Regions from separate parts of the Mus musculus genome. Here regions 1, 2, 3, 4 and 6 are each linked to region 5. A link is a contact called in public HiChIP or PLAC-seq and promoter capture Hi-C data. All regions are on one chromosome and are shown on one strand. Each heading gives the region's core, a stretch centred on a gene start, on an enhancer-like site or on the middle of the called end of the contact. The rest is flanking DNA. Distances are from core to core; before and after follow the strand shown.

What was found. Promoter capture Hi-C pulls out the DNA fragments that hold promoters and counts their contacts. HiChIP or PLAC-seq counts read pairs in DNA pulled down with a chosen protein or histone mark. Capture Hi-C pulls out chosen DNA fragments and counts their contacts.
Region 1: a promoter capture Hi-C map of embryonic stem cells shows a contact between it and region 5, with 4 times the contacts expected there. The contact joins the promoter of Atp8a2 here to the promoter of Cdadc1 in region 5. A contact is called at or near these places in 18 of 39 promoter capture datasets (the HPC-7 cell line, HPC-7-derived erythroid cells, cranial neural crest and 11 more), 11 of 115 datasets of contacts at active chromatin or transcription factors (astrocytes, bone marrow-derived macrophages, embryonic basal ganglia and 6 more) and 1 of 9 other capture datasets (liver).
Region 2: a contact with region 5 is called in an H3K27ac HiChIP or PLAC-seq map of double positive thymocytes, with 8 read pairs. The contact joins the enhancer-like site here to the promoter of Cdadc1 in region 5. A contact is called at or near these places in 1 of 15 datasets of contacts at CTCF or cohesin (large pre-B cells), 12 of 484 Hi-C or Micro-C datasets (embryonic stem cells, morula, nephron progenitors and 1 more) and 6 of 115 datasets of contacts at active chromatin or transcription factors (T-cell acute lymphoblastic leukemia, acute myeloid leukemia, double positive thymocytes and 2 more).
Region 3: a promoter capture Hi-C map of the HPC-7 cell line shows a contact between it and region 5. The contact joins the enhancer-like site here to the promoter of Cdadc1 in region 5. A contact is called at or near these places in 7 of 39 promoter capture datasets (the C10 cell line, the HPC-7 cell line, cranial neural crest and 4 more), 2 of 484 Hi-C or Micro-C datasets (B cells and embryonic stem cells) and 12 of 115 datasets of contacts at active chromatin or transcription factors (the HPC-7 cell line, bone marrow-derived macrophages, embryonic basal ganglia and 8 more).
Region 4: a promoter capture Hi-C map of liver shows a contact between it and region 5. The contact joins the promoter of Phf11b here to the promoter of Cdadc1 in region 5. A contact is called at or near these places in 9 of 39 promoter capture datasets (the 3T3-L1 cell line, the C10 cell line, the HPC-7 cell line and 6 more), 2 of 15 datasets of contacts at CTCF or cohesin (embryonic stem cells and large pre-B cells), 5 of 484 Hi-C or Micro-C datasets (the Ba/F3 cell line, embryonic stem cells and muscle stem cells), 9 of 115 datasets of contacts at active chromatin or transcription factors (T-cell acute lymphoblastic leukemia, embryonic stem cells, large pre-B cells and 4 more) and 3 of 9 other capture datasets (adipose tissue, liver and pancreatic islet).
Region 6: a contact with region 5 is called in a promoter capture Hi-C map of liver, with 2.6 times the contacts expected there. The contact joins the enhancer-like site here to the promoter of Cdadc1 in region 5. A contact is called at or near these places in 8 of 39 promoter capture datasets (the 3T3-L1 cell line, embryonic stem cells, hippocampal neurons and 4 more), 7 of 115 datasets of contacts at active chromatin or transcription factors (bone marrow-derived macrophages, double positive thymocytes, embryonic stem cells and 1 more) and 1 of 9 other capture datasets (pancreatic islet).

Annotation. Positions count from the first base shown.
Region 1 is chr14:60,085,222-60,088,538 of GRCm38.p6, forward strand. Atp8a2 (ATPase, aminophospholipid transporter-like, class I, type 8A, member 2) reads right to left here and starts at 1,693. Exons shown (of 36, transcript NM_015803.3): 1 at 1,361-1,693. The coding sequence starts at 1,461. It overlaps 4930563I02Rik (RIKEN cDNA 4930563I02 gene), which reads left to right and starts at 2,285. Exons shown (of 3, transcript NR_166718.1): 1 at 2,285-3,053.
Region 2 is chr14:59,856,646-59,859,996 of GRCm38.p6, forward strand. Atp8a2 (ATPase, aminophospholipid transporter-like, class I, type 8A, member 2) reads right to left here. Exons shown (of 36, transcript NM_015803.3): 26 at 384-494. Among named protein-coding and RNA genes, the nearest start is that of Atp8a2, 230 kb to the right of the region's middle. Within about 2 kb of position 2,051, at least 22 of the 459 cell types and tissues checked have an H3K27ac peak or open chromatin away from gene starts, as enhancers often do. A contact at or near this core is called in T-cell acute lymphoblastic leukemia and double positive thymocytes, where this site is marked.
Region 3 is chr14:59,976,193-59,979,655 of GRCm38.p6, forward strand. The region is part of intron 23 of Atp8a2 (ATPase, aminophospholipid transporter-like, class I, type 8A, member 2); the gene reads right to left. Among named protein-coding and RNA genes, the nearest start is that of Atp8a2, 110 kb to the right of the region's middle. Within about 2 kb of position 1,984, at least 4 of the 459 cell types and tissues checked have an H3K27ac peak or open chromatin away from gene starts, as enhancers often do. A contact at or near this core is called in the HPC-7 cell line, where this site is marked.
Region 4 is chr14:59,340,017-59,343,353 of GRCm38.p6, forward strand. Phf11b (PHD finger protein 11B) reads right to left here and starts at 1,314. Exons shown (of 9, transcript NM_001164327.1): 1 at 1,257-1,314. The coding sequence starts at 1,299.
Region 5 is chr14:59,596,218-59,599,604 of GRCm38.p6, forward strand. It overlaps Cdadc1 (cytidine and dCMP deaminase domain containing 1), which reads right to left and starts at 1,742. Exons shown (of 10, transcript NM_027986.3): 1 at 1,538-1,742; 2 at 645-742. The coding sequence starts at 1,619.
Region 6 is chr14:59,230,530-59,234,219 of GRCm38.p6, forward strand. Rcbtb1 (regulator of chromosome condensation (RCC1) and BTB (POZ) domain containing protein 1) reads left to right here. Exons shown (of 12, transcript NM_027764.2): 11 at 1-11. Among named protein-coding and RNA genes, the nearest start is that of Rcbtb1, 31 kb to the left of the region's middle. Within about 2 kb of position 1,547, at least 12 of the 459 cell types and tissues checked have an H3K27ac peak or open chromatin away from gene starts, as enhancers often do. A contact at or near this core is called in liver, where this site is marked.

The DNA of each region.
Region 1 (3,317 bases), core at 443-2,942, 490 kb after region 5:
TCCAAAGCAGCAGCCCTATGTGTCATTCCTATTGGCCAAATGTATGAGGCTCCAATTTCTCTAAGGCTTTTACAGATTTCACTATCTGTCTCTTTTTTAATTAGTCGCGCTAGTTTGTTAAGCTCTAATGTTCTGTTTGTAATGTCCCACATCTCAAAACAAGCCTATTTATTCAGGAATGAAGTCTCAGATATTCTAACATTTACTTTTTAAATTTAAAATGTGTTCAAAAGTCGTTCTTGAAACACAAAATAAAGTCACACAAATCTAACACTCCCTTAATAAAGGTACCATCTATATACATACATACATACATATGTGCACATATACATTGTTATTCTCTCCCAAATCCTATCAAGCTATAGAAATGACCAACCAGACCTTGCTGCCAGTGTGGCATTACCAAGGTACTGTAATAGTTAAATATCTAACCACAAAGTTTTAGCCGAAGCAAAAAACAAACATACAAACAAACAAACAACCTGGAAATCCAGACCTGAGTAGGATGTTCTAAGCAGCACACTAAACTATCCTCAGAAATCACTCACAGACATGAAGTTGGTCAAAGCTCAAAAGTTTAATGGTGGCTCAAAGTGTGCTAACACTGAGCTAAGAAACAAGCTTTGCACAGCAGCAAGAATTTGCTTGCTAGTCAGATAAGTGGGTTTGATTTCTAGCTTTCCCATTTAGTAGCTATTAATATATGAGCGTAGTACAAGATTTCACATCTCTCCACTCCAGTTTCCTGATCTGGAGGCAATGATTTGCTCCATGAGACACTGGAGATGCGCAGCTAAGGCGCCTAACACAGTGGCCAGCTGACAGAAAGCAGACACAAAAATGCTACCCTCCATTCATATTTCTGCTGACTCTGGGCAAGACTTCCTAGCAAATGAGAAGACCCTTAGCAAATGCAGTGGATCACTGGGAAATAAATGTGAGTCCCTGTAGCCTGTGAGACTCACATTCATTCCCTTATAAAGCACTTCCCCACAGATGTTCTGCAAACTACTCAAGAGAGCTGTGACAAAGAGAACCATCATTGAGGTTTCAGGGAGACTATGGAGATTCTTGGAAGGCAGTAAGGGGTGAGAGGACACCTTCACTTTTATCGGTGGCATTAGAAGAACTTCCATAAGGCCCACAGATTGGCTGGGCACAGCTCTGCATAGGAGAAGGCAGCATCTGTGTTCACATGGCCCACTGGGCGCTGGGTGTGGACCTCTGGGCTCAAAGTGGGTGCAGGAGGCAGAGATGCAAAGTGCTGGGGAAAGCAAGTGAACTGAGGGCCGCCCGGGTGATGGAAAAGCCATCCCGTGAATGTGAGCATTGAGCTTCACCCGGCTGCCTGTTCTCCTACCTGATCCGGTTGTCGCAGAATTTGTTGAGATGAGATTGGTTGAGGTAAATTATGCGGGCCGGTGCCTCTAGCTGGTCTCCAACAGACGTGGCCCGGGACATCTCATCCTCTGCCTTCTTGTAGCCCGCAGAAGAACGAACGGGTCCTGCAGAATCGAGGCGCGGGGAAAACAAAACACAAAGAAATCAGCCTCCAGGCCCGAGGCTGCGAGCAGGCTGCAAGCGGGGACCAGCCGCGAAGGATGCTCTGGAGAGACTGGGGCCGCCTATGCACCTAGCCTGCCCCTGGAGACTAGACCGTAGCCACAGCCGCCGCCGCAGCGGCAGGCCCCGCCCCACTCAGCCCCGCCCTGAACCTGTGAGGCCCCACCCCTTTGGGACTCGAGACGCCCCACCCCGACCTGTAAATAGGCTCCACCTCCTGGGCCCCGCCCCGCCGTGGACCTGTGAGGCCCCGCCCCTCCCCCCCCACCCCCCCTCCCCAAGCCTCATCCCAACCTGGATTCGTGGCGAAGGTTCCCAGGCTTCTCTAGCTCTGGATTTACCAGAGACCTCACGCTGCCCTGGACCTTCAGGAGGCCGGGTGGACCCAAGGTAACCCCATCTTGCCCGACCCCAGTGCTCCTGGGAGTCTGGCAGCCCAGAGCGAGATGGGGATGGAGCTGGCTGCACGGGTAGCTTGTGGTACCCGCGCTTGCCAGGTTGGCCCAGGGGCAATGGCAGGAGGGCTGCTTTAGTCTGCCTGAGATTGGAGAGGAGGCTAAGGGAGTCAGTAGCAAAGCCAGAAGACCTCCACTTAGCCGAGGCCACGCCTTGTCCTTGCACTCGGAACCTGGTTTTTCTAGAATCCTTTGACAATGTTTAGTCACAATGAGACAAACAACCCTAGCGAGATACCACAAGTGAAGTCATCACTGCTGAAAGTACTTCCACTGTGAAATCAGTCCCGCACCAGGTGGACAGAGCTTGTCTCCCACTGCGATCCTGCACGAGCTCTTCTGCTGGTGTCCATAAATAAGCCAGATCACCTCAAAAGAGCAACTTCATCTCCAGCTCTGGTCCAGCATGTGAGCTCCCAGTTCCTTCTTAAGTAGTTCCTGTGGCTCCTACACAAGCTTCCCTGCCTCCCAGTTCTATAAAACTGACAGCAAGCTTTATTTAGAAGCCTTTGAGCGGGCTTAACTCCCCAGCAGTTTTCTTAGGTGTATGCAGAAGTATATACTACACTGTGTGCTCACGTGTGTACACACACACACACACACAGAGAGAGAGAGAGAGAAGCTCAACCCAGCATCCCCTCTGGGAAAAGGCAGCCCACCTTGAGAAGTAACCTTTAGGGAGAATCAAAGCTCTGCAAGTGGAACCTTGTTTTCCTTAACTATTCATCCAACTAACGCTTCATCTTCTCTATCAAAAAGGTGTATACTACACACCATTTGCAAAACTTGAATCTTACGGGAGTCAACTCCCATTTGCTAGCTACAGATATATCTGTTTGCTGACATGAAGAAAATCTGGAAAACTACACTTGTGTTTCAATCATCTTAACTTGACTACAAGGATTGTAATCCCCAGCAGGAGAAAGCAGAATCTGAGAGGCGAACTGAGTATCTCAAGTGGACATACTATGCAGACCAGTGAAGAAGTAGTAAGCCTGGAGTCGGCCAGCATCCAGACCACACACCGGGGCCATGGTAACAAGCCAGATACAGTCCTTTTCTCTCCTCCTTCTTTTTTTTTAATACCTTTTATTAGGTATTTTCCTCATTTGCATTTCCAATGCTATCCCAAAAGTCCCCCATACCTTCCCACCCACTCCCCTACCCACCCACTCCCACTTTTTGGCCCTGGTGTTCCCCTGTACTGGGGCATATAAAGTTTGCAAGTCCAATGGGCCTCTCTTTCCAGTGATGGCTGACTAGGCCATCTTTTGATACATATGCAGCTAGAGACACGAG
Region 2 (3,351 bases), core at 801-3,300, 260 kb after region 5:
TGGCACCCAGAAAGTTGGCCACCTCTGTTTCCTAGCACTGACCACACTTGTCTCATTCTGCCCTAGCAAGATGAAGGAGAGAGTGACGCGGCATTCTCTGCCACCACGGACACAGAAGCAGCAAGGAAGAGGAGAACAGCATCAGGCCTGGGATTGGGGATCTTGGGAGGATAGGGAAGAAAGGCTGTACCCGGCCATGTCACTTATTACAAGCCTCATGGTACAGCCAGCTAAAAAGAGGCTGCACAACACAGATCCTAGTAGGACCCAACAGTAGCTTTAATTTTCCATTAGCAAAACCCTTCCTTAGGGTGGATTCAATGTCTACAGATGTTCTCAGCAGAGGCCTGTCTCCTTTAGGGAGGGATACCCCTTCTCCTTACCTCGATGATGTAGAGGACCACATTCTTGTAGAAACAGTACAGGATACACTTGGTCACCCGGTTGTAGCTCCAGGCTCCGTGGACCAAAAGCAGCTTCTCCAGGTAGGAAAACTGAAAAGGAAAAGTGGCAAGTTCAGAGCAGCCTGTCACTGAGGACTAAAAGACATAGACTGTCCTTACAAGCAGACACCAGACCCGTAGGTAACTAACAAAACAAAACTAAACAACCACAAAACAACCAGATGCCAAAGGCCGACTGTTTCCCTGAGGTGGGGCTTTCAGGGCAGCTGAGAAAATCTCTTCAATTGACTGATATTGTCCCCCAAACACACTGCTGGACTCTCCCTGTGGCTGGGCCTCTGAGCTAAACGCCTTCCAGAGAACTGATTAGGGAATGGTGGAGGGGAAGCACGCTGGGACTCCTCCATAAGATCTGTCATGGATTTTATGGTGACCACAGGAGAAAGGCACAGAGACTCTCATCCAACAAAGGTTTGATTCAAGAAAGATATATACACAAGAGCCGTGTTCCGTCAGTTTGTCAACTCAAAGGAATTATACTTTCCATACACTATAGAGGTACCTAGGACAGACTTACACACACAGCTATAGAGATATACAGATATAAAAATAACACACACACATAGCCTCCACTTCCTCATCCATGTCCTGGTCCTTCTTTATCTCCCACTCAATCAGGGTGCCTGGCTGTGCAGTCAGGGGCAGCTGACTGGCTCTCAGTAGCGGTGTTGTAAGGGCCCTTGCAGTCTGAGGCAAATGCACAGTATTCTAATACCATCTCCCCTGAACCAGCTCCATCTTTCCAGAGTCAAACAAGACAAAGGCTGGGAAGGTGGATTGTTCTCTGGTGGGCTGGGAGCTGAGGGCTGTGGACACACACTATATATACCACACAGTCCCTCTCCTTAGCTCAGGTGGCCCGTCACCTGTCCAGCAGAAGCTACATGTGCAAGCATGAGTCAGTCAAGCGAGGGCATGGAATCAGGACTCTGCCCACTGAATGCGCTTCCTAGCATCATTACCTGATGGGGCACTTCCTTCAAAACACAGTTTTTTAAAATGTGGCCACCAACATCAAAATAAAAAACAAGACAAAACACGGTGTTAATTTCAATCAGATATGGTTATCACTTCAATGGGGCAGAGGAACTCATCCGATTGGTGGTGGTTTGGGCATGGTAATTAAGGAAGAGGCGGATTAGAATCTATCTAGTACTTGGCACAAATTCAGCCCCGAAACGACAGCGTGCCCCTGCAGGACAATGAACAGGAAAATCCAGGTATGGGTAACAGTGGTTGCCTTAGGTTCCTTTGGTAGATGTGGCTACGACCCTGGAGGGCAAAGAAAACCTTAAATGGACTTCTGCAGGCTCCTCACCACCCCTCTCTGATGCCTCCCTTTAACAAAAGCAGTTCCTTCACCTTCTACCTCGTGCTCATGTGCAGTTTCAGGAAGGAATTCCCCCCATCCCTAGACATTCTAAAGAGAAAAGCAGACAAATATTTGCCTGTAACTCCTAGGAAACCTCTTAAGATCCCTTCCAGCCATATGATGTTATAACTCAAGTATTTAATAATGCTAGGGTGTATAACATCCACAGTTGCTGACAGCAGACAGGAAGCATGGGTCCCACGGGCCTCTGCACAGTTGACTCGGCAAAGGAACGGAGCAGGTGCGTGTGGCAGCCACCGAGTTCACTGGGGTCTGCTGTTCTCTGATGTTGGGCCTGTGCTCAGATCTGAAGCCAGTTGTTGTGTGTAGGACCTTCAGGTTTTTCACCTGTAAAATCAGAACTCCTACCGCCTACTTCAGGAATCAGCTGAGGGATTTGGAGTCCACCAAGAAACACAACTGACTTAGTCAATTTTCAAAGCCAGGTGGTCTGGGTAATTTCTTGCTGCATTTTTTCAGAATCTCAAGCCAGAAGGAAACATGAGAGGTGATCAAACAGTGCTTCCTTCAGGGGTGGGGAGGCCCCAAAGTTGCAGAGGACCAGACCACAAGCCCTGGGGCTGTAAGAAGGTTATGTGTTTTCTATGTATCTCCAGACTTTAGCTGAAAGGGTGACAAAGCCATTGTCCCTTGTAATCATGCAGTTAAGTTTAACATGTTCTTTAAAAGCCTATTCAGAGAAGCAGAGGGGCAGGGGAGAAGCTGGTGCCACAACAAATGCAGGCATTTAGCCACAAGGCCCTGCAACTTGGTATCTGGGAGAACATGGCAGTATTCCCTGGGACTGGGCTTCTATGCGATCTACCAGGCCAGATAGGCCAGTTAGTCCTCAGGGGGACTTGAGGCTGACTCTTCTTCATTGGTGGCTATCACAAAGGGTTGGACACATGGATTCTTGAAGTACATGTGAGTAAGCAGGAAACAAGAAACACATCAGAGCCAGTAACTGTAAAGCACACCAGAACCATGCTGGCAACGTTTAGATCAGAGAAGAACAGATGGAATTCAGCCTGACTGCAGGAGGCTGCTTGCTTCTGACCATGAGTCACATGGCCCCTGCTCCCTCAGTTCATCCCACAGCAGAACTCTTAGACGGTTCCCAGCCAAGAGGGGACATCTCTAAGTGACTGCTTCTTTCTGATATTAAGCGCTTGCCAGCACTTCTAAAAGAAGGGTGGTCCTTGAGTGAGGAACTATGTGTCATTCTGAGATAACTACTCTTCAGTGAGGGATATGAAGAAGAAGGAGGAGGAGGGAGGAGGAGCAGAGAAGAAGGAGGAGGAAGAGGAGGAGAAAGAAAAAGAAGGAGGGGGAGGAGAAGAAGAAAAAGAAGGAGGAGGAGGAGGCGAAGGCAGCCAGTGGGAACAGGAGTAGAGATGTAGAGATTAAGACATCCAGGGTCCTGTCTGCCAGGAAAGGCACATCTCCGAATGACAGGTCTGTGGGCCCAAGAAAGCTCAACCCAGAGAAGGAGCCCTTAAACTGTTCAAGATT
Region 3 (3,463 bases), core at 734-3,233, 380 kb after region 5:
GTCGCTGGCAGCTGTAACACAGTCACCTGGAGACACATTCCATCTTCTCACTGCCTCTCCTTCTCCTCTTCGGGCTTTGTAACCTACAAGCAATGAGTAGGTGACTGAGGAATTCCAGGGCCTTCACTACAGCGTCTTCCAAAGCCATGAATTACCAGGACCTTGAACACAGGACTAAGGGGAAAAAACCATGTTCTTTCTCCTCCTGCAGAAGCCTGGCCATTCCTAAGTACTTAGAGCAAGGCAGTTTTCTCTTAGGAAATAACATCTATGGGGGTTCAATTCAGAAAGTGCCGGAAACACGTGCTTGGACTGGGGAGGTGGCTCAGGTTTAAAGTATTGGTGTGTGTGTGAGGCCCTGGGTTCAATTCCTAGCTTCAAACACACAAGAAAATGAAGCATACATGTGTAACCTGTGTCTGAATGTATATTTTAAAGGTAGAATGTCACTGCTCCGCCAGCAAGCAATAGTATTAATCAGGGTTCATTCTATGAGCAGCACATAGTGACTCAAACCCCTGGCTACGGCCATACTCTACCTGCCCGTTCTAACATCACCAAGAGGCAGACCCAGAGCAAAGAGAGAGAATGGCCATACTGACAGAAAATGATTCTCTAGGGGAAAAAAAAAGGTTATGCAGGAAATAGGCATTTTGTAAATTTGTATGGTTTTCTGTTCTTTGATTCTTATATTTCCAAATCCTGAATTAATTAAGAAATGGAGAGAAAAAAAAAAACCCGTCATTGCTTCAGAGTCTACATTCAGATCTTTAAGGAAAATCATGATATACTTGAATAAGAATAACGAAGCCACAACTATGTACAATGAATTTGTATCTATTAAAATTTCAATGAGCAATACAATGCTTTCACCACAACTTTACATAAATATTGACCCTTTCTTATATTTTCCCATGGAAGCTTTAACTGAGACCCACTCACAGGACAAAAGTAAGTTTTGCGATGCATATGCTCGTGTGTGCGTGTGCATGTGCGTGTGCGTGTGCGTGTGTGTGTGTGTGTGTGTGTGTGTGTGTGTGCATGTGCGTGCGTGCGTGCGTGCGTGCGTGCGTGCGTGTGTGTGTGTGTAGGCCATGAGTGAAGTTCAGGTAGTGTTTCTCAGCACTATACAGCTTCTTTCTTGAGGCAGAGCCTCTCACTGTCCTGGAGCCCAGGAAGTACACTAAGCTGGCCGGCCAGTGAGTGCCAGGGACCCAGCAGACTTTGCTCTGGGGTCATACATGTAAGTCACTGCACTTGGTTTCTAGGTGGGAGCTGACTGAAGTTCTTATCTTAGCAACTGACCCATCTCCCCAGCCCCTCACTGTGCATCTTAAAGGCACCAAAGCTGGAGAGAAATTCCTTCTAGTCAGCAAACGGTTGTTTTCTACAAATTGCCAGTTTCCACAACAGAGCAAATCTCCAAGCTCTTGAAGGGTTCCCGTGCTTCATAAGCAATGACACGTTTTCTTCTTAAGTGATAAAAGCTTATTTCCGTATCAGGCCTGGATTTGGTCATGATCAACATTAGCTGGTGTGAAGAAACCGAGCTTTGTGTGTGATATCCCTAAGAAACGACATTCTCTGTCCGTAACCCCCTGGCTGGAAAGAAGACATGTGTGTGTTTGACTCTTAGCAGTATAAGACAGTAGCAATAACATTACAAAAAGAGATGAGGAAAATACAAAATAGAAAACTAGATTCAGTAAATGGACAAATTTTGTGGTTAATTTCTCTCTCCCTTTCCCTCTCCCTGTCCTCCCCACCCCCTGCCATGTTCCCACCAATCCTCAGCCCAGAGGACTGCGACCCTGAGCCTGACCTGCTCTGAGGATTTCCTATTCATTAATTCACAAAGCAAGTTACACTGACGGCATCTTTCCTAAGTGTCAAGCAAACAGCTGTGATGAGCTTCAAGGGACCATCTTGTGCACAGATAACTGGTCCCTGGAATGAGGTCACTTCCATCCCTAGCACTTCCTCTAAGTAGGACACTGAGACCCTAGGTCTACCACAGACAGGAAGTGACCCTATAGAGGCTGAATGCAGTAGCAATAATCTACCCAGCCTTGTTCCTGAAGACACTGCCCAGTTCTCAACTCAGCTCTGAAAAAATGACTCCTGTCACTGTGACCATGGTTTGGTTTTGGCTTCCCTTAGTACTAGATACACTTTCCCCTCTGTGGGCCGATACAATTTTACTAGGAAAAGAAGAGAAGAGGAGGGGGAGGGGGAGGGGGAGGGGAGGGGAGGGGAGGGGAGGGGAGGGGAGGGGAGAAGAGAAGAGAAGAGAAGAGAAGAGAAGAGAAGAGAAGAGAAGAGAAGAGAAGAGAAGAGAAGAGAGACATCAAGTTTGATCCTCCCTTGTCCTTTGAATTCCAGGAACCACACAGAATGCTTTGCCTGCTTGCTTCTGACCTGCCCATTCGTCTACCAACAACGGGGCCAGTGGTATTTTATATCTCAAGATTCCTACCCAGTGAAAACTGGTTTGAAAACGGCTCACATGACCATCTGAATGTTTTAAGCACTGACATGGGTTTCCCTTCTCCACAACTTCCACAACTTGTGGTATTTTACAAGTGTCTTTCAGAGCCTGCCACACTGTTGAATACACTTACAACTACACCCAAGTCTTATCATTTGCTTTGCGTTCTTATCTTTGAACAACTCACCTGCTTTCTGTCTGGGGCCCTCACCAGCTATGTTCGTGTGCCAGAGTGCAACACTGAGGTTGGGGAACGGTGTCCCGGGACCACACAGGTCAAGTGGGTCAGCTCTAAAATGCCCAGGAAGCCAGTTCTGCTGTTAGCCCACTCTACCTATGACGGTTTCCCTTGAAGGGACCCAGCTGACTGTAAGGAGCTCTGGGGTACAATGTCCCCACCACACATCCACCCTGGCATAGAGCAAAAGTGAAAGACATAAAGCACAGGTGAGCAGACGCACACGAAGCAAGTGCCGCTGTGTCAGTTCCTGACCCCCCTGCAGCTGAACCATCCTCAGTGCTTTCAAGGACGGTGCTTTTAAGGACTTTACTCAAGTTTTACTTAGTTGGGCAGAGAGTAACCCAGCCTCCTCTCATCGTAAAGCAAAAGGGGACCCTTGCGCTTTTTAGTTACATTGTTGCCATGTCCAGAACAGGAGTTCTCTTCACTATAATGCTAAGCAGGTGATTTAAGACTTTTTCTATTGCACAAGGACCTCACAAAGCATGCAGCCTAATTATCTAACAGTAATGTCATTGCATGTGCTCCTAAGGAGTCTCAAGGCATCAATCAATCCACTACCTACATCTAGGCATCTTTGTCCCAGCACAGTGCAATCTCCTCTAACATACAGGGATCCTGCTGGAAAGGGCATAACTGTGAATACAGTCCTATGAGTCCTAATGGTCTGTCTCATTTATAATCAGGTTCCTGCCCTTATTATATTTCTCTACCGCTCTAGGGCCTAGCACCAA
Region 4 (3,337 bases), core at 64-2,563, 260 kb before region 5:
GTAGCAGAAGTCTAGAGCAGAGGATTGATATATAGTGATGTCAATTTTATACAACTTTCCCTGAGGAAGTTTTAAGCTTAATGTAATCTCAATGGACAAACATACATACATATATATGTATATACATACATACATACACATATACATACATACGAGAAAATAGAACAACGGTTCAGTAAACAGGAGCTCTTATGCATTTTGCAGAGGGCCCTGGCTCAGTTCCTACCACCTACATGGTGAGATATAACCAAGTCTAATTCTCCATCCAGGGAGAATCCTATGCTGCCTTCTCCATACAACACAGCATCAAGAACACATGTGATATACAGATATTTATGTAGGCAAGACAGTCGTACACAAAATAAAGCTCAAGAATATACTAGTTGCAGGATAGTTAGAGGCTGAAATAAATCACTACTCAACTCCAAATTTGGCTGTAGACATCTCTACCAAGTGGGTGAGGATAATGGATCCTTGGGTTGTTTCAGGGATGGAAGGATGATGCTTTTGTTGCAAATGGTGGCTTCCCTTGAGCAGTGATCACTGCTATCCCTGTTGCTTGAAAGGTCTGAAAAGGTTTAGCATTAGTGCTTTCCTATTGTGTCTGTATTTCCTGCTTTGACATTTTGGGCCAGGTTACTCCTGGAGAGAAAGGATTGGGGCAGAGCTGTACTAGCCTGACAACACCAGTGTTCAAGTTACCCCTGCTGTCCTCCGTGCATTGATTCTGCTTCTTTACCCCAATAAGATTTCCTTTGCATTCTTGAGATCATCATTTTCTAAGATGGATCCGGAACCCTTGGGCCACAAACCTGACAAAAGCCTGGATTGTGATTCTCTCATGATAGGAAAAAAACATCTCAAGGAGATTGCCACCACGGGATGATCCCTAAAACATCAGCCTGCACAACACAAATGTTTCAGATACTGAAGGCTACTCGCAACACACAACCCTAATCTGTTTCTCTGTATTCTCCAATTGTCCTCAAAGACTGGGGCATCCGTTCCAGGTTTCCAGCATCCACAATAGAGTCTACCTTCCCTTCCCAACAGCATGTCTTGAGTATTAATTTTACAATGTAGAGCCCCCAGTCCTATGAAGCAAGGACAGAATAGCTTTTAGCTTCCCGAGGTCCCCAGTGCCTACAGATTTCCCAGATGCTGTAAGCCCCACCCCACCCTCAGCAGTGTCCTGCAGTCTCCCTGGGGAGAAGTGATGGTGGGACCTTCCTGGCGCCCTGAACCTTAGAACTCACCATTGGGAACTGGGTTAGAGCACCCTGGCTTCTCTTGGTCCATGGCTGGGTGTTGTCTTGCAGTCCTTGAAGTGCCTCTGCAAGGTTCTAGTTTCTAGTTTCTTTTTCTCTAAATGTGGGTGGAGACTACAAACAGCAATCTGAGAGGAAGTGCAAGTTGAGGGCAGTGTGCTGGCACATTTTCCACTCTGAGAAGTCATTTTGAAAGTGCTCTAAAAGTGATGTAATGAAACCCAAGGTCCAAAATAAGTCAGGGGAGGAAAGGCTCCATTTGAGCTATGTGGGCCTGTGGACCATGAGAGGTAGCCTGGTCCTTGGTTGAGCCAAGGCTAGAAGACCTAGAGACCCTGAAGGGTCTATAGAAGCTTTACCTGCTCCTGGGCACCAGGCTCCTATCACTAGCCACAGCCCCCTATACATTTATGGCCATCAGTCACATAGGGAAATACACCAAGCGCCTATAATTTAGAAAAAACAAAAAACAAAACAGTGACCTGTGGTCATATAGGCGTACAACAGATCTCCATGCTAATGAGGTACCTAGAGGCCTTGAGGACATAGCCAATAAGCTTTCCTTCCCAGGTATTCCTCCCTGCAAAAGATGTTTCATCTCAGGCCACCCTGAGAAGTGGGGTATGGTTTTACACACCCCGTTTGCACCATGGCAATAAATGACTCAGAACCATAGACTGACTCTTTTCATCGGGATCTGCCTTAGGGAGTCATGGAGAACTCCTTTGCCTACAGAGCCACTTTCTAATCTCTCATAGAAGGTCTCCTTCTGCTCCCAGACATAACCTCCTCTAAGCCAACCACCTTCAAGCCAAGGACTCTTCCTGTGGGACCACCTGGAGCTCCCCACATTTTTCCCCTAGGTCCCAGGCTAGATCTAGCCCATGGTCCCAGATTCCATTCTCAGCTCTCCTTGAACTGCCAGCAGCGCCTGGGTGTCCACACCCTGGGAACTCCACCACACCAGCAAATTCCCAGGCCCGGGCACTCCTGAACCAGCTCCAGCTGTCTCTTACCTTAGACTGCCTTTTCCCACCCCGAGTCATGTCCCTAAGGCCCAACACCCGCAGGGCCACTGCGTGAGGCAAGCCCAATCAAACTTCTCAAGTTCTGTCTCCCCAAGCTGCTGTCTGGCCCTGTGGTAGGTCGGACATGGGACCTACAACACTACAGGACTACAAGTTGCAGTCATCATCCAGAGAACAAGGAAGAAAGCAGGAGCAGGGAGGCTTTCTGGCTGTTTCCCTGGCTCTCTAGACCTGCTGTGCAGTACAGTCCACAACCACCTGCCCCATGCTGCTGCTGCTGTACATAAAGGACTGTGCCTTCCTCCACCAATGAGCAGTCAGGAAAATACCACACAGGCCACTCTGATGGAGGCAAATATGGAGAAGGGTCCTCTTCCCAGTTGTGTGACGTCCACAACCACAATAACCATCAAACAGCTGGAGAAAAACCACACCAGATACCCCAACAGTGCCTGTGCTTAACTAAGGAACTGTAAGGTCTCTATGTCTGAATATTGTACCACATTGTTTGGCCCCTGTGAAAGTAGCTTTAAGGATACAACATTAATAGGTCCTAGACCCAGGTGCTAGTAAGGACTTTTTATTTAGCACCTGTGGGCTTCAAAGCACCACAGAAATGTAGATCTTTCAGTCCCAGTGACAAAGGGAAATATCCATATAGGGACTAACATACAGGAAGTAGAATTTTAAAAGTTAATTTTTTTTTAGGGGGAAATCAAACATATAGTCTAGAGGGAAGGCACTCTAAGAAGGCAAAGGGCACCCTATACCTGGCAGAAGAAAGGTAACTAAACAGGGCACCATGGACAGCCTGGGCAAAATGAAAGGGCCTAGCAAAGGATGGCAAGGGCCTTGGGTAGCTCGTGGAGAAGGCCTTTCACACACTATCAAGAAGAATAGAAGAGAAAGGCCTGTGCTTCTGAGGAAAGTCTCTAACTTCCAAAATAAACACCAGGCAAGTGTTGGGAGCACAGACACATGGGAGGACAGAGGTCTTGAAGGGTAATATGCCATGAATTCAAGTGTGTGTATTTATATACA
Region 5 (3,387 bases), core at 492-2,991:
CGTCTCTAGGTCAAGCCTCTTTTCAAGTTGGCCGGCTTTCAGAAAACAAGGATTTCTTTTGATGCCTCTTGCAATTATTTCCATGTCCAGTTAGATTTTAATTTTTAAAGCCTTAAACTGATAACAGGTATGGGTCAGATTTCTAAACAAGATTTCAAATAAAATATTTAAAACAAAACCAACTTATTTCTCTTAAATAAACAAAACCTCCATGGTATCTGTCAGATGAAGGAGAGGATGCCAGAAACCAAGGGTGAGAAAAAAAACTTTTGCACTGAAAAGGGATTCAAGTTAAATGTATATAACAGAATTACGATGAGATAAAATATGGACAATAAAGCTAAAAGGATTTCCAAATTTTGTATTACTAGCAAACTGACTTTTACAATGCACATTTTTAAGGCGCTAAATGTCTCCAAAAGAAAAGCCTTAATACCTGGTAATCATGGCACACACTAGAAATAACTTTTCAGACTGGAAATATGAGCTAGTTCGCTGTGGTTACAGGCACAGCATACAAAAGCCATGACACCATTCCTAGGTTCTTGCTGCATTTGGCTGTTAGGACTACAGTTGGCCAATGAAACCAGACTTAGACTACTGCTTTTCCAAGGGTAAACACTCTCTATGGAAATAAGGTATACCTGAGATTTTTGCCCTTGGGCTTCCACTCCTGGGAAGAGCTCCATCCAGAGACTGAGCAGGGTGAAAAGGTTCACTTTAGAAAGCCTTGGTATTTGACCTACAAAAGAGAAGGCAAGCACTTCAGAATTTCACTAGTGAAGGCAGAGGAGCTAAGCTCAAAGCTACGAGTGAGCTGCAGATGGTCTGGCAGGCAGGAGAATAAAAGCTTCCTTAGCAAGAGTGGCCACAACCTCACTTTCAGTGACCTCGGGTGGCACTTTCCAAAGTTGGGTGCTTTTTTTTTCTCCAGCTCACCCCACAGGTAAAATAGTAAAACTGATACAAAGGCTCTGGAAATAATCAATCAATCAATAGGATAAGGGCTCCTCTCTGATGTAGCCGAGGAGCAAGGTCCCCACCCCTACCCCTCTGGAACCTGGCATTGCTAAAAGGGCAATGGTTGGAACATGATTGATCTTCAACCATAAGGCAAAACTTGAGGGAGGTATCACGGGTGGTGAATTTGCCAAAGCGCAATTTCAGGCTCTTCAGCTCCGGGATACTGACTCTAGGTGCAACCACCCACCAGTGCAGGACAGGACGCGACCTATGAAGCCTGGACAGCACAGTGTCCGGGACGCGCGCCTGGCAAGGAGACCAGGGACGGCGGGGCAGACAGGAGTCGCTGTGAGTCACAGGGCAGGCAGGGTGTCAGGGAGGTGCAGTATGTGTGTGTGTGGGGGGGGGGGGGGGAGTAGCAGGCTAGCAGGGCGGGAAGGAGACATAGAGCAGGGAGGGTGCTGGGCTGTGCGGAGACACAGGACAGGCAGGATGCGGAGCTGGAGGGAGACTCGGGCAAGCGTGCAGAGCGCCAGGAGAGGGGCAGGGCGGGAGAGAAGGCCACCGCACTCACCCGTCATGCTGCCCGTCTGCGTGCCGACTGACCTCTCGGCCCCGGAACCCTCCAAACTCTGCATCTGATCCGTTTCTTTCATCCCCAGCCCAAAGGCCTCGGCCCAGGACAGCTTGCCCGGTCAGGCATGATAGGTTCCTTGAAGCTCGCCTACGGCCACCTCTGCGGCCTGTCAACAACCGCTTGTTCTGCGCAGCAAGATGACGTCTCGGTATGCCCCCCCCATCGCTTCCGGCGCTTAATGTGACGTCAGAGTCCGGCGCACCGAGGTGGTGGTGGTGGTTATCTATCAGTTATGCTACTCTGTGTAGCAGGCTGTGTTCAGTGATTTTTGCAGAAAGAAGGACGCTTGAAGTTGTCTTGGTTCGGGACAGTAGGGGACCAGGGTGGAGGACTTAAACAGAGAGAGGCGAACATAGAACCGGAGTGGGCGAGGTGGGGGAAGCAGGGCCATCGGAACCCAGCCGTCAGATGTGGGCGGATCCCAGGGTATTTGGTTCTGCTTCATATCCAAACTCACACAAACTATGAGAAGAGAACTGGGAGGATCGAAGAGTTAAGTAGACAGCGGAACCTGAAAAATCTGAGTTGTCCGTCCCAATGAATTTGTAAATAGAGCGTACGTGTGCGCGCTTACCGTACAGAGGGTATCTTCCTCTATATGGCCCTCCAAATGTTTGTTTTGAGAATGGGTCTCTGCTTGGATCTGGAGCTCACTGGTTGGCTACACTGGAGCTTCATCCTCCTGTCTCAGACTTTACACACTTGTGACTACAGGCTGGTGCAGCTTTACTCAGACCTTTTTTTTTTTTTAATGTGGGTTTGAGGGATCCAGAAGGAACTCCTCAAGCTTATATCTAAAGCATGTACACAATGAACCATCTCCTCAGCCCCCAGTGAAAAATATAAAGTGTAAAATGAAGCCTGGAGAGGTCAGAAACATGGCCCAGCAGTTAAGAACACTTCCTACTCTTCCAGTGGGTCTGAGTTCAGTTCCCAACACCCACATCCAGAGTGGGTCACTACAACCCTTAACTCCAGAGATGGATATTTGAACAAAAATTGTAAAAATAGTTTTATTTTTATTTAAAATATAATATCATTACAAATCTCCCCCCTCCCCGAGGCCCTGATCATTTTTAAATTAATTCATGGTTTTTCTTTAACCACTATTGTTTATATACATGTATTATATATGTATATAATATATACACACATATATCTCTACATATATGTGCTTGTATGTATATGCTTTTAGGACTGATCACTTGGTACTGGATAACTAGTTGAGGGGACTTATTCTTGGGGAAGACTAATTTCTCCTCTGTTATTATTTACCCTTCATCTAGATATGGGACCCCTGGGAGATTTCACCCATGTTGGCAAGTTAGCTGGTGTTGGCATTGTTCGGGTCTTGTTTTGGCAGCCATGTTGTTGAAATTTTGTAGGTGGAGCTTTCCTGCAACAACTAGAAGACAATGTTCTGACAGCTTCCTGATCCTCTCTGGCTCTTACAGTCTTTTCATCCCCCTCCCCCCTTTCTGAGATGATCCTGAACGTTAGGTGTAGGGGTTGAGTTCTAGATCCAACCTTCAGGACTGGATATGCAAGGTCAGTTGTTCTCTACATTTTGAGAACTGCTGTTGCTACTACCTTCCTCCTCCTCTGCTCCATTCTCTCTCTCTCTCTCTCTCTCTCTCTCTCTCTCTCTCTCTCTCTCTCTCTCTCTCTCTCTCTCTGTGTGTGTGTGTGTGTGTGTGTGTGTGTGTGTGTGTGTGTGTTTGTCTTTTTAAGAAAGGGTCTCACTGTGAAGTCCTGGCTGGCCTAGAACACACAGCGTAGACTCCTGA
Region 6 (3,690 bases), core at 297-2,796, 370 kb before region 5:
ATGACGCAGAGGTAACACAGAAGTGCCCCGGCTCCCTCGCCGTCAGCCCACTTCCCGCTCTTCTGTGACACAGCATGGCTAGTGTCACCTCCTTTAGTGACTCAGTGACAAGCCTCAAATGAAATCTGCCTTTGCTTCTTTACATCTCGTTCACAGTCAGAATCATTGTTTGTCTGCTTTGCTTCTAAGGAACTGGCAGAAGGCTGCACAGTGGGCGTGTACAGTGCTGGACTCAGCCGGGCTGACGGGCAGCATGCTTTACTTTCAGTCTGCTAATGAGTGCATCTGCCTGTCCCAGACCCACTCTACCGAGTCCACCGTCAGAAGCCCCGGGTGCTGTGGGCTTTACATCCGTGTGGGTCTGGACTTTTGTCCCTGTGCTGTAGCTCAGTTCCTCTCTGAAGAACTTACTGTATACTACCTCTTTTTTTTAACTTAACAGTTTTTAGTGCACATGCATTGTGTGTGTGTGTGTGTGTGTGTGTGTGTGTGTGTGTGTGTGTACATGTCTGGATAACTCTGGGGAGTCAGTTTTCTTCTTCCACCTTTACATGGATTCCAAGGATCAAAGTCAGTTGCCAGGCTTATGCAGCAGTTGTCCTTACCCACTGAGCCATCTCAGCAGTTCCCATTTTGTTAGTTTTAAACTTAGTTGGATTTCAGAGCTGCATTTCTCAGATTTCTAGAGTCTGATGAGTGTTCTGGAGTATGTTTGCCATTGAACTTTTCTGACTGAGCCGAGCCACAGACTCTGAGCAGAAGCTGGCCCTGGTTGACGGTATGCTACAGCACCCAGTCCACGTGCTGATGCATGGCAGCTGAGGCTGTTGAACCGTGGAGACAGTGCCACAAAAGGCTGCAGGAGACATTGTTAATGAACTCAGAGCTGACCTGGTTGGTGTTACAGATTCATAAAAAGTAGAAGGCTGGCTTTGCTAAGGATATCAGAAGTCTGTATTTTAGAGGCGTTTTGTCATTTGACAATGCAGTCTCCAATAACTGGGAATTTATCAAAAACTCACATTCTGGCCCTTGAGGTGTAGCAGAGGACAGACAGACTTAGGGATTGAGTTAGCCATTATGTCTTTTATTTTCAAAATGGATCCTATTTTTGTTTGAGGTTCTTTTATGGTAATAAATATTTCACAAGGTCAAATGCAGCTGACTGTGGAGTCTGACACCAAATGGAAATGTGGTTAGCGTGAATTGTAGCTAATGAAAGATGGAGAGGGGTTAGCTTCCCCGCTTCCTATACCACTAGGAGCCTGTGCTAGACTCATTCTTATACAACAGGAGAATTTTAAATTGCATTGACTGTAACTTGAATTGTTTTCAATTACTACTTTTAATGATGGTTCTTAAACACTTTAACCTCCCTTTTAGCCCACCACCCACCAAAGGTAGGGGGGATGTGGACCTGTTTAGAAAGGTTCTTTGGAGCAACTCCAGTCAGTGTTGTTTGGAAATCAGCAGTGCAGTTCACAGGTCAACAGTGGCAGCTCGAGCCACTGGCAAAGACTTCAAAGACATCAGCAATCCAGTTGGGTAGAGTCGAGATAGCAAACAGGAATCAGCAGCGGTGGCACCACCTAGTGGGACAGCCAGGCCTCAGCCTCAGGATGAATCAGCAGGAGGGACCAGGGCCAACAGGAACTCCAGAAAAAGTTCTCAGCTGTGCCTCTCAGTGAAATGAAGATACTGAGACAACAGGCATTGCACAGCTAGCTGTATAAGCAAGCCTAGCTCAGCCCCACCTACTGTCCTTCAAGTCCTTTTTTATCCCTTCAAACATCATGTGTCCTCCACTAATCTTGCCTTAGCACGTGTGTCTGTCTCAGCTGCCATCACTCTGCCGCAGAAGCAGCTAGATGCCATGGCACACCTCCAGAAGGTTTTTGGTGCAGTTTCTCTCTATGGAGTCCTGACAACTGGAGCTCAACTCCACAGTGTAAAGAGACCAGTACATGCATGTAGTTAGCAAAGAATCTCTTATCACATGTCCTTTCATGTGCTTACTTTAGCAGAACATCTTTTTGCTTTATGTCTACTTCAGGAAATATTCCTTCACGAGTCTGCCTTTAGCTTTTCACCTGTGTTCACTTCAGGAAAACACTCCCTCACGTGTTTGCCCCAGCAAGACACCATCCAACACAACTGACTCCAAAGAACCCTTTTCTCTCCATTTGGAGATTGATTCTAGACTCTTCTTGTGCTTCTCCACATTTTCCATGTTCTGTGATCAATCCTGTTGGTTTACACCAGCCAGGACAACCTGACTAGAGGCCCACAGCCTAGATCCTGTTACTGGAAATTTGTTCCCCACTTTCACCTAAAAAGTTTAAATGTTTAGAGGAAAAGGCCAGACATGCACCTTTAATCCCAGCAGAGCGGTTAGAGTGAAGAGAGGCAGGAGGATCTCGGGGCGCTTGAGGCGGCCTGCTTTGTATATGTGCTTTGCGTAATGAGCTGCAGTCCAGCTGGAGCTACACAGTGAAGACCCTGTCTAAAATAAGAGAAAACAAAAACAACCTTACAGGAAGAACTCGATGCCGCTGCGGCTGGCAGCAGCCCATGTCCTTTGCTCGTCTTTGCTTAGGTATAAATCTATTAAGAGACGACTACAAATGAATGTGATTCCCTGGAGCTTGAAACCGTGTGGGCAGAGTCAGTGCTCAAAAACACATGCTGAATTGAGTAATTGGATATGTTTGAAACACCAAAAATATATATTGAATGGACAAATATGTTTAAGACACTTCACTATAAAGTACTTAAGATATCATACAAGCCTTACATTCCACAAACATGACACATCCATGTAGAAAGGAGAAGAGTCCTCGTGATACACTTAGATTGTGACACTGAGCTTGTGATCGATGAGTAAATGTTTATATTTATTTCCTAATATCTTGAAATGTAGCAAGTGACCATAGTATTGAGTGCTCAAGTCAAACCCATTTATTATGTATGTTGTTAGTTGATCGGAAGTGACTGAGATTGGTTATCAGTTACAAAAACTAATTTTGGAAGCCCAGCTTTCCGTAGCAGATGCTGTGCCAAGAAGATGAAGGCAGTCCACTACTCAGTTACCTGCTTTGTAATCGTCCAACCCCTCCATGCACCTTTTAGGGGAAACTTGAAATTAACGTATAAAAGAAATGCAGCTTAGTAGCTGTGTGTTCAAAAGCAACGCTGTGGGAACATCCTAGGAATGCACACCGTCAAACTCGGTACACTTCACAGCGGACTTGGAGGAGGAGCACTTCACAGTGCTCCAGCGCAGAGCAGTGAGGAACTAAAGCCCGATCTCAACATCGCAGCTCCTGCTGGACGGAATGTGTTTACACACCAAGGGGAGCACATGGATTCCCTTCTCACAGGAGAGGTCTGGAAGGGACTCTGGGGTTCAGGGCTTTGCTTTGAGAGCTAAGCAGTCAGCATTGTTATTGTTGTACTGGAGAGGGTGCAATTACATTTTCCTTAGCCTCAAAATTCTTAAGGTAGCAAGAGAAAGTACCCTTCTCTCTCTCTCTCACACACACACATAATTACACATTTAAATACGTTCTGAAAAACAAAAGTGGAGGCCATGCTGGTCTGGATATTTTATATTTGATACACTGAGGTAAACTATGCGATTTTTGCGTTTGGCCAAGCTGGGATGGTGATCTTTACCACCAGGAATGGATC